2 separate regions of the Sus scrofa genome follow, and region 2 is linked to region 1. A link is a contact called in public HiChIP or PLAC-seq data. All regions are on one chromosome and are shown on one strand. Each heading gives the region's core, a stretch centred on a gene start, on an enhancer-like site or on the middle of the called end of the contact. The rest is flanking DNA. Distances are from core to core; before and after follow the strand shown.

Evidence for each region. HiChIP or PLAC-seq counts read pairs in DNA pulled down with a chosen protein or histone mark.
Region 2: a contact with region 1 is called in an H3K27ac HiChIP or PLAC-seq map of alveolar macrophages. The contact joins two enhancer-like sites. A contact is called at or near these places in 2 of 47 Hi-C or Micro-C datasets (embryonic fibroblasts and fibroblasts) and 1 of 2 datasets of contacts at active chromatin or transcription factors (alveolar macrophages).

The regions. Positions count from the first base shown.
Region 1 is chr15:128,832,556-128,837,751 of Sscrofa11.1, forward strand. No RefSeq gene overlaps it. Among named protein-coding and RNA genes, the nearest start is that of TM4SF20, 21 kb to the left of the region's middle. Within about 2 kb of position 2,771, at least 14 of the 83 cell types and tissues checked have an H3K27ac peak or open chromatin away from gene starts, as enhancers often do. A contact at or near this core is called in alveolar macrophages, where this site is marked.
Region 2 is chr15:128,907,701-128,912,896 of Sscrofa11.1, forward strand. All of the region lies in intron 1 of AGFG1 (arf-GAP domain and FG repeat-containing protein 1), which reads left to right. Among named protein-coding and RNA genes, the nearest start is that of AGFG1, 11 kb to the left of the region's middle. Within about 2 kb of position 2,566, at least 2 of the 83 cell types and tissues checked have an H3K27ac peak or open chromatin away from gene starts, as enhancers often do. A contact at or near this core is called in alveolar macrophages, where this site is marked.

The sequences.
Region 1 (5,196 bases), core at 1,521-4,020:
TGATGGGCAGGCAGGCAGGTGGAGTGGATGGGGTTTAGGGGCGACAGTGGCAGTGGAAAGAAGTGAATGGATTTAGCCTATGTTTAGGAGGATTCTTAAAGGAGGGTGAGGGAGGGGCATGGTCAAGGATGCTCCAGGTTCTAAGTGACCAGGTGTGGGAGGACAGTTGCATTGCTGGGGTTGCGTGGGGGGAGGGCAGGATGGTGATATTTGGGTCCGTCACGTAGAATTGGAAATACTGTGCTTCGTCTACATGGAGACGTCAGGTAGGCTGTGGGGAGGACAGACCTGGGACCAGAAAGGTACCCAGGAAGGGGAGCCCTCACAAGAGCCACAGAAGGCGCGATGGGGTGGTGGCAGGAAAACCAGGGACTTGGGCTGCAGGGGCCAAGCAAAGAGAACGTTTCAGGGGAGGGTGAGCAATGCCAGGAAGGCAAATGGCACTGGGAACACGGGGTAGGGGATGGCTGGACGTGGCACGCTGCATCGAGCATCATGGAGATGGGAAAGAGCCACTGGATGCTGTGAGGGGCTTGATGAGAGGGGACCGAAGAAAGGAGGCAAGTGCTCCACTGAGATGTCTCTTGGGTTCACTCCACCTCAGAAGAGCCCCTTCTCAGGCATCAGAAAAAGGGAACCTTCTTCGGGAATCCCTGTGAAATGCTAATCAAACTCTCCAGTTAAGCATCCTACACCTTAGGTGCTGGACTGGAGAGGACTGAGAGGTTGTTATTATTCTTATTATTTTTAATGGATGCACCCATAGCATATAAAGTTCCCAGGCTAGAGATTGCATTCAAGCAGAATCCTCTAACCCCTAGCGCTGCGCCGGGCTGGGGAATCGAACCCTCGCCTCGGCAGCAACCTGAGCCACTGTGGTTGGATTCTTAATCCACTGCACCACAGCAGGAACTCTTGGTTGTTATGTCTGTAATCTAATCTCTTGTACAGAAGGAAACTATGAACCCTAGAGCCCTGCCCTTTCCCTTTAGCCCCAATTTACTCTAAAGAGAAATCGGGAAGAAAAAAAAAAATTACCAGAACAATTTAGCTCAAAGCAAATAACACGCCTCCTATGCCAGGTACACAGGTGTGATCACTCCTGCTCATTGGAGTGTCTGGAGGCAAGGGTCAGATTTATTCCTGCAACTGAGCCAATTTTTTTTTTTTTTAAGGCTGTACCTGCAGCATATGGAAGTTTCCAGGCTAGGGGTGGAATCAGAGCTCCAGCTGCCAGCCTACACCACAGCCACAGCAATGGGGCCAGATTCAAACCGCGTCCACAACCTACACCACAGCTCATGGCAACGCTGGATAACTAACCCACTGCGCGAGGCCAGGGATCAAACCCATATCCTCATGGATCCTAGTCAGGTTCGTTACCACTGAGCCACAACAGGAACTCTGCCAGCTGTCCTTTGATCAGTGAGACTGAGCGAGGAGAATGGAGAGAGAGAGATGTCTCTTCACAGAGACGATAAAGACAGATGTAGAAAGGGCTATTGGAAATGCCATGCTGCCCCCAACACCTCCTCTTCCTGCTGGCCACTAGCATGGTCTGTAAGTGTGCCCGGGGAACTTGGCTCATCTGAGGTCAGGCACTGTGCCTGTAAAAGCAGGGTGTACCTTGAAAGACAAGGATGGAGAAGGCATGATGGTGGGTGGAGAAGGCAAGTACGGTGGGACAAGAATCTGAAAGGAGAGATAGGAAAGCACAAGCCTGACTGATTTCTCAAATGTGCTGAAGAGTGAGCAAAACCTGGTTTTAAAGCAGAGCCTCAGAGTTCCCTGGTGGCTCAGTAGGTTAAGGACCTGACCTTGTCCACTGAGGTAGTGTGGGTTTGGCCCCTGGCCCAGAAATTTCCGCATGCCATGGGCATGACCAAAAAGAAAAAAAATAATAATCATAAAGACAGAGGCTGAACCTTCATGCTCTTTTGTGAAGAAGGTATTTCATCAAGGCTGCTTCCTAAGGATGTTCAGGTTGTGCACTGCACACCTTCAGGGGCACTGTTTAGTTCACAGCCAGGCCCATCTGCAATTTTCTGAAGGTGAGATGCACCTGTATAGGGGGGTGGAGTGATAGAATGTGTGTTCCGAGGCAAATGGAAGTTCCCAGGCTAGGGGTTGAATCGGCACCACAGCTGCTGGCCTACACCACAGCCACAGTAACACAGGGTCCAAGCCGCGTGTGTGAACCACACCAAAGCTCACAGCAGTGCCGGCTCCTTAACCCACTGAGTGAGGCCAGGGATTGAACCCTTGTCCTCATGGGTGCTAGTTGGGTTCATTACCACTGAGCCACAAGGAGAACTCCAGGAAGATATCTTCATGCTTCTGCTTCATAGACTAGTTCAGCTTATGGCTATGCCCAGCTCTGTTAGAAGGTAAGATTTTCTGTCTGTGAGCTCTTGAATTTGGATTTTTATTGTGGCTGATTTTTGTTTTAATTTTCAAAGCTCTGAGTTGAGTGGTTAGTACCATATTCAGGATATTTTGGACTTTTCTGGACATTGGGGCCACGGGGCATGTTTGTTCTCCCTCGGCCTTAACAGCAAGGCCTTCTGCGTCAGAGCCTTCAAAAGGCTTCCCTGGGCTGCGCCTTAGCGGCTGTTGGAAACTATGTCATTAGACACAAGAGGGCGCTGTGTGCTCAGAAGTCACCCTCTGCGGGACTGCTGACTAACTCCAGGACCTTAAAGGGATGATAAAATGGGCTTGGGAGGGGCAAGATTGGCCCCAAAGGTAATCAAAGGGGCTCAGACATAAAGTCAGCTGTGAGGAGCTGGGAAGAATTTTCATCCTAGTGTTTGAAACCCCAGTGCCGTCTGTGCAGCCATCTAGGCTAGATGATGGTGTCATCAAGACGTGACCTCTGCGGGATCAGAAAAAAGATTTCACCATGGCAGGGAATCTGCCGTGGTCTTTATGTATTTCTTTATTTTCTTAATGGTGTTCCCAGGCTAGGGATCCAATACGAGCTGCAGTTTTGACTATGCTGCAGCTGTGGCGACGCTGGACCTTAACCCACTGCAGCTGGTCTGGGGAACCAGAGCTCCAGAGACACCGCTGATCACATTATGCCACAGCGGGAACTCCTCTGCTGCAGAAGGTTCTGATCACAGAAACCTTATTCTGAGAAAGCCTCTCATGCATTTGAGGAAAACACCATGAACTTGCCATGTGCCAGGCACAATTTGAGGGTTCAAATGCAGCCCTGCCTCAGACAGCTGGCTCTGCCCTTCTTCAGCTGATTTTCTGATAGGACCCCAATCAGTAACCTCAGGCACATTCAGGGTTTCCATCTTCTGGTTTCTTTTTTCTCTGGGTCAGTCCCAACCAGCACTATTTACTTTTTTTGGGGGGGGGGTATAGTTGCCTTGCAATATTATGTAAGTTTAAGGTAAGCAACAGAATGATTCGATATTTTTATAGATTCTACTCCATTTATCAAATAATGGCTCTATCCCCTGTGCTGTACAATATATCCCTGTAGCTTCTTTATTTTATAGGATGGAGTTTGGACCTCTTAATTCCCATCCCTATCTTACTCCGCCCTCTTCCCCCCTGCCCACTGGTAACCACTACTTTGTTCTCAATATGTGGGAGTCTGTTTCTTAGCTGTTATATTTGCCAGTTTGTTGTATAGTTTAGATTCCACATATAGGGGATAACATACAATACTTATCTTCTTCTGACTGATTTCCCTGAACATAATACCCTCTAAGTCCATTCATGTTGTTGCAAATGGCAAAATTTCATCCTTTTCTGGCTGAGTGGTATTCCATTGTGTGTGTGTATGTGTGTGTGTGACATCATCCTTATGCATTTGTCTGTTGATAGACACTTAGATTGCTTCTGTATCTTGGCAATTATAAATAATGCTTTCTGTGAACATTGGAGTGCATGTATCTTTTGGAATCTGTGTTTCCTTTTCTTTGGATATATAGCCAGGAGTGGAATTGCTGGGTCATATGGTAACTCTATTTTTAGTTTTTTGAGGAATCTTCAAACTGTTTTCCATAGTGGCTGCACCAGTTTACATTCGCCCCAACAACGGACAAGGGTTCCTTTTTTCTCCACATCCTCATCAACGTGTGTTATTTGTGGTCTTTTTTGATGACGGCCATTCTGACAGGTGTGAAGTGATATCTCACTGTGGTTTTGATTTGCATTTCTCTAATAATTAGCGGTGTCAAGCATCTATTCATATGCCCATTGGCCACCTGCATGTCTTCTTGGGAAAACTGTCTCTTCCGGTCCTCTGCCCATTTTTGAATTGAGTTGTTTGTTTTGTTGACATGGAGCTGTATAAGGTACTTGTATATTTTTGATATTGACCCCTTATCGGTTGTATCATTTGCAAATATTTTCTCCCATTCAGTAGGTTGTCTTTTCACTTTGTCCATGGTTTCCTTGGCTGCACAAAAGCTTCTAATTAGGTTACATTATGTATTCTTATGCTGAGAGGGAATGCGAGTCACACATTCAACTCCCAAGCATGGCTGCAGGCCACATTTTTAGAGATGCCATCTGGCTCCAGTTGATCTGACTGCTTACTGGAGAGTGGGGACGGCAACGACCTTCCACCAACTGGAAGGGGATGATGGAAGGGTTTGGTCTTTGCCCTAGAGAAGGTCTCTGGCCTGGCCTGTTCACATTCAACTGATTTTGCAGTTTATTCCACACAGCGAACCGCACCTGCTCGGTCTTATGTGGGGCCATCCCTGATCCTATTTAACCAGAAGCAAAGCATGACTCCTCTAGATCCTGTACAGCCAGGCACTGTTGTGGGAGAATCACGGCTACTTCAGATCCCTGCCGCAACAGCCTGTTTTATCTCATGGGGCTTCTTCACGTCCTGGTCTGCTTGGCTAGGATCTCTTGAAAAAAATCAGGATCTGAGGCGATGAGAAGCAGGCGACATCTGTTTCGTAAACCAACCCGCTTCCCCTTACACGGATACCACCCTTTAGATGGTAACACCATGAACCCTCCCTGTGAAAATCCCTCTGTCCTACCATGAGCGGTGCCATCACAAAGTCCCCATGAGGCCCCGCCCCTGGCTGCCCCTTCTGAGTCAGGGCTGCATGTTCAAGTTTAGGGTGTGTCATTGGCAGCCTGGGGCTCGCCTTCCAGAAAGGATCAAAGGGCGCAGCAAAAACAGCGTGTTGGCCGTGACCTCGTACCTAAACC
Region 2 (5,196 bases), core at 1,316-3,815, 75 kb after region 1:
ATTGTTTCCAGCTAAGTCATATAGTTTAATACTACTACGTTTTCTTTCTTGTACAACCCTTTCTCCCTGAAGCTTTTAATCGTCCAGCTTTCTTCATTTGCTTTGTTTTCTATGGTACGTATCATTAATACATCTCCAGATAAATTACCTCTGGCTGAGTTATAAAACTTTTTCCATTATGATCAGATATATCAGGTACCTTAAAAAAAACAAAACAAAAAAAAAACCACTTCTGGGTACTTCGGTCATCCTCTGATCTGGATACGCTGCTCTCTAGGCCTGCTATGCAGCAGTCATCCTAAGACTTTCTTCTACTTCATTCTGGAAATTCCCTTTATGCCTGACTTTTGTTGAACCCTCTCTTTTCAGGACCCCCACATTTCCATTAGCTTCCTGATTAAATGTTAATAGGAGGTCATTTTTGAGAGCTCCATGGCTGAAAAATGTCTTATTCTGCCCTCATTTTAAAAGTATTGATTTGTCTATATTCACAAAGGTGAAAATAGTTTATTTTACCCTTAGAATCTTTAAGACATTGTTTAATTGTCTTTAAACCTTCAGTATTGCTGTTGAGAAATTTAATGCTGTTCTTATTACTCATTCTCTGTGCCCCATTTTCCATTCCCTCTTTGGGAGTATATATGATCTTTTTATTTTTTGTACCTGCTGTTCTGAACCTTATATTGAAGTATTATTTTCATAAAGGTTTTGCTCAGTGCCTTAGGCTTTTTTTGAGGGGGGTGCTGGTTTGGAAACTCCTGCTTTCTTTTTTTAATTATTATTAGTTTAGAGATAATTTTGTCTCATCTTCTTGGGAAATAAAAAAAAAGCCTTGCTGCCATTCTTCTAGGAGCCAGTTGAGGGAGAGGACTAGGGACATAGAATGTATTGTTCAGATAAGCCTCCGGTTTTTATCAGAGGACCCAGTGGCAGTCCTCAGCTATGCCTGAACCCAGAGTCTGTTTGCTATAGTCTCTCCAGATTAAATTTTCCTCCAGACATCTGCCTAGGATTTGGTAGGACTAGTCTTGTTGGATGTAGGGAAACTGAGAATCTGACTATTTTTGACCCTATGAAAATCCCCCCAACCTGTGTTTTGGTTCCTTTTGTAAATCTTTCAGTGGCTCTCCGATGGGACTCACCTGCTAGTTGGCTTCTCTCACCTCTGTAGGAGTTTCTGTTTTGGTTTGCTTTATTCTGCAGAGTCAGTTCACTGCCGATATATTCTCTGAATTTTGTTATTAGAGAACTGTAGTATGTATGCCTTTGAGTTCGTTCCTTGTTCCCTGACCCCCTCTTTGTGGGTTAATGCCTTTTTATTCCTTTGCTATCATTTCAGTGGGGTTTAGGGAGGTAGTAAAGACAGACATTTTTGGATTTTGTCCTCTTTTAACTGGCGTACCTTAATTAGATTTAAATTGTTACCTAAGTATTATTTTTTTGGTGCTGTCCTAAATGTTACAAGGACCTTACAGTGTAGTATTTCTCGCTTTTAAAAATAGGAACCCAAAATAACAGTTATGGTTTGCACTATGGGGTGGGTGGGGATGTGTGTGTGTATTTTCAGTATTTTAAAGTTTGGTTCTGGATAGACTAATATTTTGGACTATCTGATACAGATAGTATCTTGATATTAAAAGTCTGTAGATTTTTTGATAATCTCTTAAAGGTATTTTCCATTCATTGTAGAACTTAAATGTGTAATTTTTATAATATGAAACATTCATACATAGTATTTTTACTAAATAGCTAAGATTGGGATAGATCTATGTGTCAAATTAGCTTTATTACTTTATGCTAACATTAACAACCACCTAAATTTCCACAGCCTAATAAAACATTTTAACCATTTTTTCCCCAGCAGGAGAAAAACAATTAATAAATAAGCTAAATAAGCTCTCTTACGTATTCGTCAGCACACATTGCTATTTGAGTTGAACATTTGACTATTTGCAAGATTGTTTGAGGCATAGTTAAGGGTAGCACACTGGGAGTTCCCATTGTGGCTCAGAGGAAACAAATCTGACTAGTAACCATGAGGTTGCAGGTTTGATCCCTGGCCTTGCTCAGTGGGTTAAGGATCTGGCATTGTTGTGAGCTGTGGTGTAGGTCACAGACCCAGCTCGGATCCCATGTGCTGTGGCTGTGGTGTAGGCCGGCAGTTGTAGCTCTGATTAGATCCCTAGCCTGGGAACCTCCAACATGCCGCAACTGCAGCCCTAAAAAAAAATAGCACACTGGTGGACATATGGAATGAGTCACACCATCTCCATCTGGTTTGCTGTCATACCTGGGTGGTGGTCGTTACAAGTAAAATTCCTGGGGATCTGCATATGACTTAATTACACTGCAGAAACACTGGGCTCCACCAGTAGATGACTTTGGAACTTCTTGAAACCAATTTACTGGCAAACATGCTTTCAAAATATCAGTGCTACTATTATTAAGTGAGTCATTATTTAATTTTTTTTCACTAGAGACTTAAAATGTGTATTTTAGGATCCAGAGTGAGTAGTACTTCAGTATTGGAACTATAAAAATGATGTTGTTTACTTGCCTAACACTTTGATCCAGTAGTTATGACTAATGTCATTATAGTAAAGTGTTTTATAAACACCGGCTTCACATACAGCTAGACTAGACTTAGTAAAAAAGGGGAAGTGGCTCCAGCTTCCAGAATATGTCTTAAAAATAACTAGATGAGTAAATAATTCAGTATTGATTAATTTGGATTTCATTCATTTAACTGATCAGATTTGGTAGATGGAGAAGATGGTCTGCAAATGAAAATTTAATTTGTGTAAAAGTAGTGGCTGCGATAGGTAGTGACATGGATTCTTACGTTGACATACATTAAAACCAGCTTTTTTGTTGTGTAGTTCTATGAGTCTTGTGTGTGTGTGTGTGTTTTGTCTTTTTAGGGCTGCACCCTTGGCATCTGGAGGTTCCCAGGCTCTAGGGGTCTAATCGGAACTGTTGCTGCCAGCCTACGTCAGAGCCATAGCAACGCCAGATCTGAGCTGCGTCTGCGACTTAGACTGCACCTAACGGTAACGCTGGATTCTCAACCCACTGAGCGAAGCCAGGGATTGAACCCGCAACCTCATGGTTCCTAGTTGGATTTGTTTGTGCTGTGCCATGACGGGAACTCCCTAGGAGTCTTAACATGTGTACAGATTCATGTAACTCCGACCACAGTTAGCATATGGAAAAGGGAGTTCCCGTCGTGGCGCAGTGGTTAACGACTGTATAATCTTTTTAGGTTTTAGTGCCTTCTTCACTCAGTATAACTTTAGGATAAATTCCATGTTAATTGTTACATATTTTGATAGTCCATTTCTCCTTATTACTGAGAGTATTTCACTGCTTGTGCATTTACTCATATCTCACTTGAGGGACATTTGGGTTGTTGTCCAGTTTTTGATGCATGTGAACCAACCCAGTTGTTTCATACAGATATTTATATACAGATTTTTATTTCACTGGGGTAAATAGCTAAGAGTAGAATTGTTAGGTCATATGGTAAGTGTATGTTTAATTTAATTAAAAAAATGACGGAGTTCCCATCATGGCTCAGTGGTTAATGAATCTGACTAGGAACCATGAGGTTGTGGGTTCGATCCCTGGCCTCGCTCAGTGGGTTGAGGATCCAGCATTGCCGTGAGCTGTGGTGTAGGTCACAAGTTGCTGTGGCTGGCAGCTACAACTCCAATTCGACCCCTAGCCTGGGAACTTCCATATGCCATGGGTTTGGCCCTAGAAAACACACACACAAAAAAATTGTCAGTGTTTTTGTTTTGATTTGACTTCCCCTTTATACTGGTTTTAAGGCTATAAATTCCATGTTATTTCATGGTCACCACTGAAACTTTTATTCTCCATCCTAATATTGTAGAGTTAATCAGTATTTTAACCTTCCCCTAATAATACAAAGTCTTTAAAAATACGAAGTGCTGTTGGTGGCAAAATGTTAAATTTGCTCCCTCCCCTCTACTATAAATAGGACACTTTGAAATCAGATGATATTTGTTTACATTTGCCAGTGTGTTTCACAGTTTCTTTGCTCACCTTTTTGCATCTCAGGACCTTCTTGGGGTTATTTTTCTTCTTAAAGTATATGCAGTATACAGTCATCCCTTGTTACACATGGGGGATTCGTTCCAGGATGCCTCGTGTTTACCAAAATCTGAAGATGCTCAAGTCCTTGATGTAAGATGCGTATAACCTGCACCCATCCTCCTGTATACTTTAAACCATCTCTAATTGCTTATGATACCTAATACAATGTGAATGCCTTGTAAATACAGTGTGAATGCTGTGGGCATATGGCAAATTCAAATTTTGCTTTTTGGAACTTGCTGGAATTTTTCTCCTCCAGTAGTTTTGATCTTTAGTTGGTTGAATCTCTGGATGTGGAACCCACGGACACAGAGGGCCAACTGTATGTTTATTTAGTGAAGCTGTCCTGGGGGTAAACTCTGATCTTTGCTTATCTTGAAAATATTTTGATTTTACACTTCAAAGTTTTTTTTTTTTGCTGGGGTTTACACTGTTGCTTTTTTCTTCCTACTTGAAGATAATATTCTGCTATTTTCTGTTTTCCATTGAGAAGTCTTTCAGTCAGATTTTGTTTCCTCTGTCTTTTCTTTCATATTGCTTTTAAGATGTTCTCTTCGGAGTTCCCGTCGTGGCGCAGTGGTTAACGAATCCGACTGGGAACCATAAGGTTGCGGGTTCGGTCCCTGCCCTTGCTCAGTGGGTTAATGATCCGGCGTTGCCGTGAGCTTTGGTGTAGATTGCAGATGCGGCTCGGATCCTGCGTTGCTGTGGCTCTGGCATAGGCCGGTGGCTACAGCTCCGATCGGACCCCTAGCCTGGGAACCTCCATATGCCGCGGGAGCGGCCCAAGAAATAGCAAAAAGACAAAAAGAAAAAAAAAAAAAAGGTGTTCTCGTCATCTTTGAAGTTTCACCCAAATGTTTCTTAGTATGAATTTCATTTTTGCTGATTTTGTTAAGCTATGTTTCCTATATCTGTAGAGACATGACTTTCATTGACTCTTAAAAATCTCAGCCATTGGCTCTTCTAGTGTTGCCTCTCCTTTTAATTCTGTCTCTCAAAATCAAAAATGTTGATTACACTTTTTAATAGCCCCCTCCTTTCCTTTTCTGAAAGTCTTTTCTGTCTCCTTTTGCA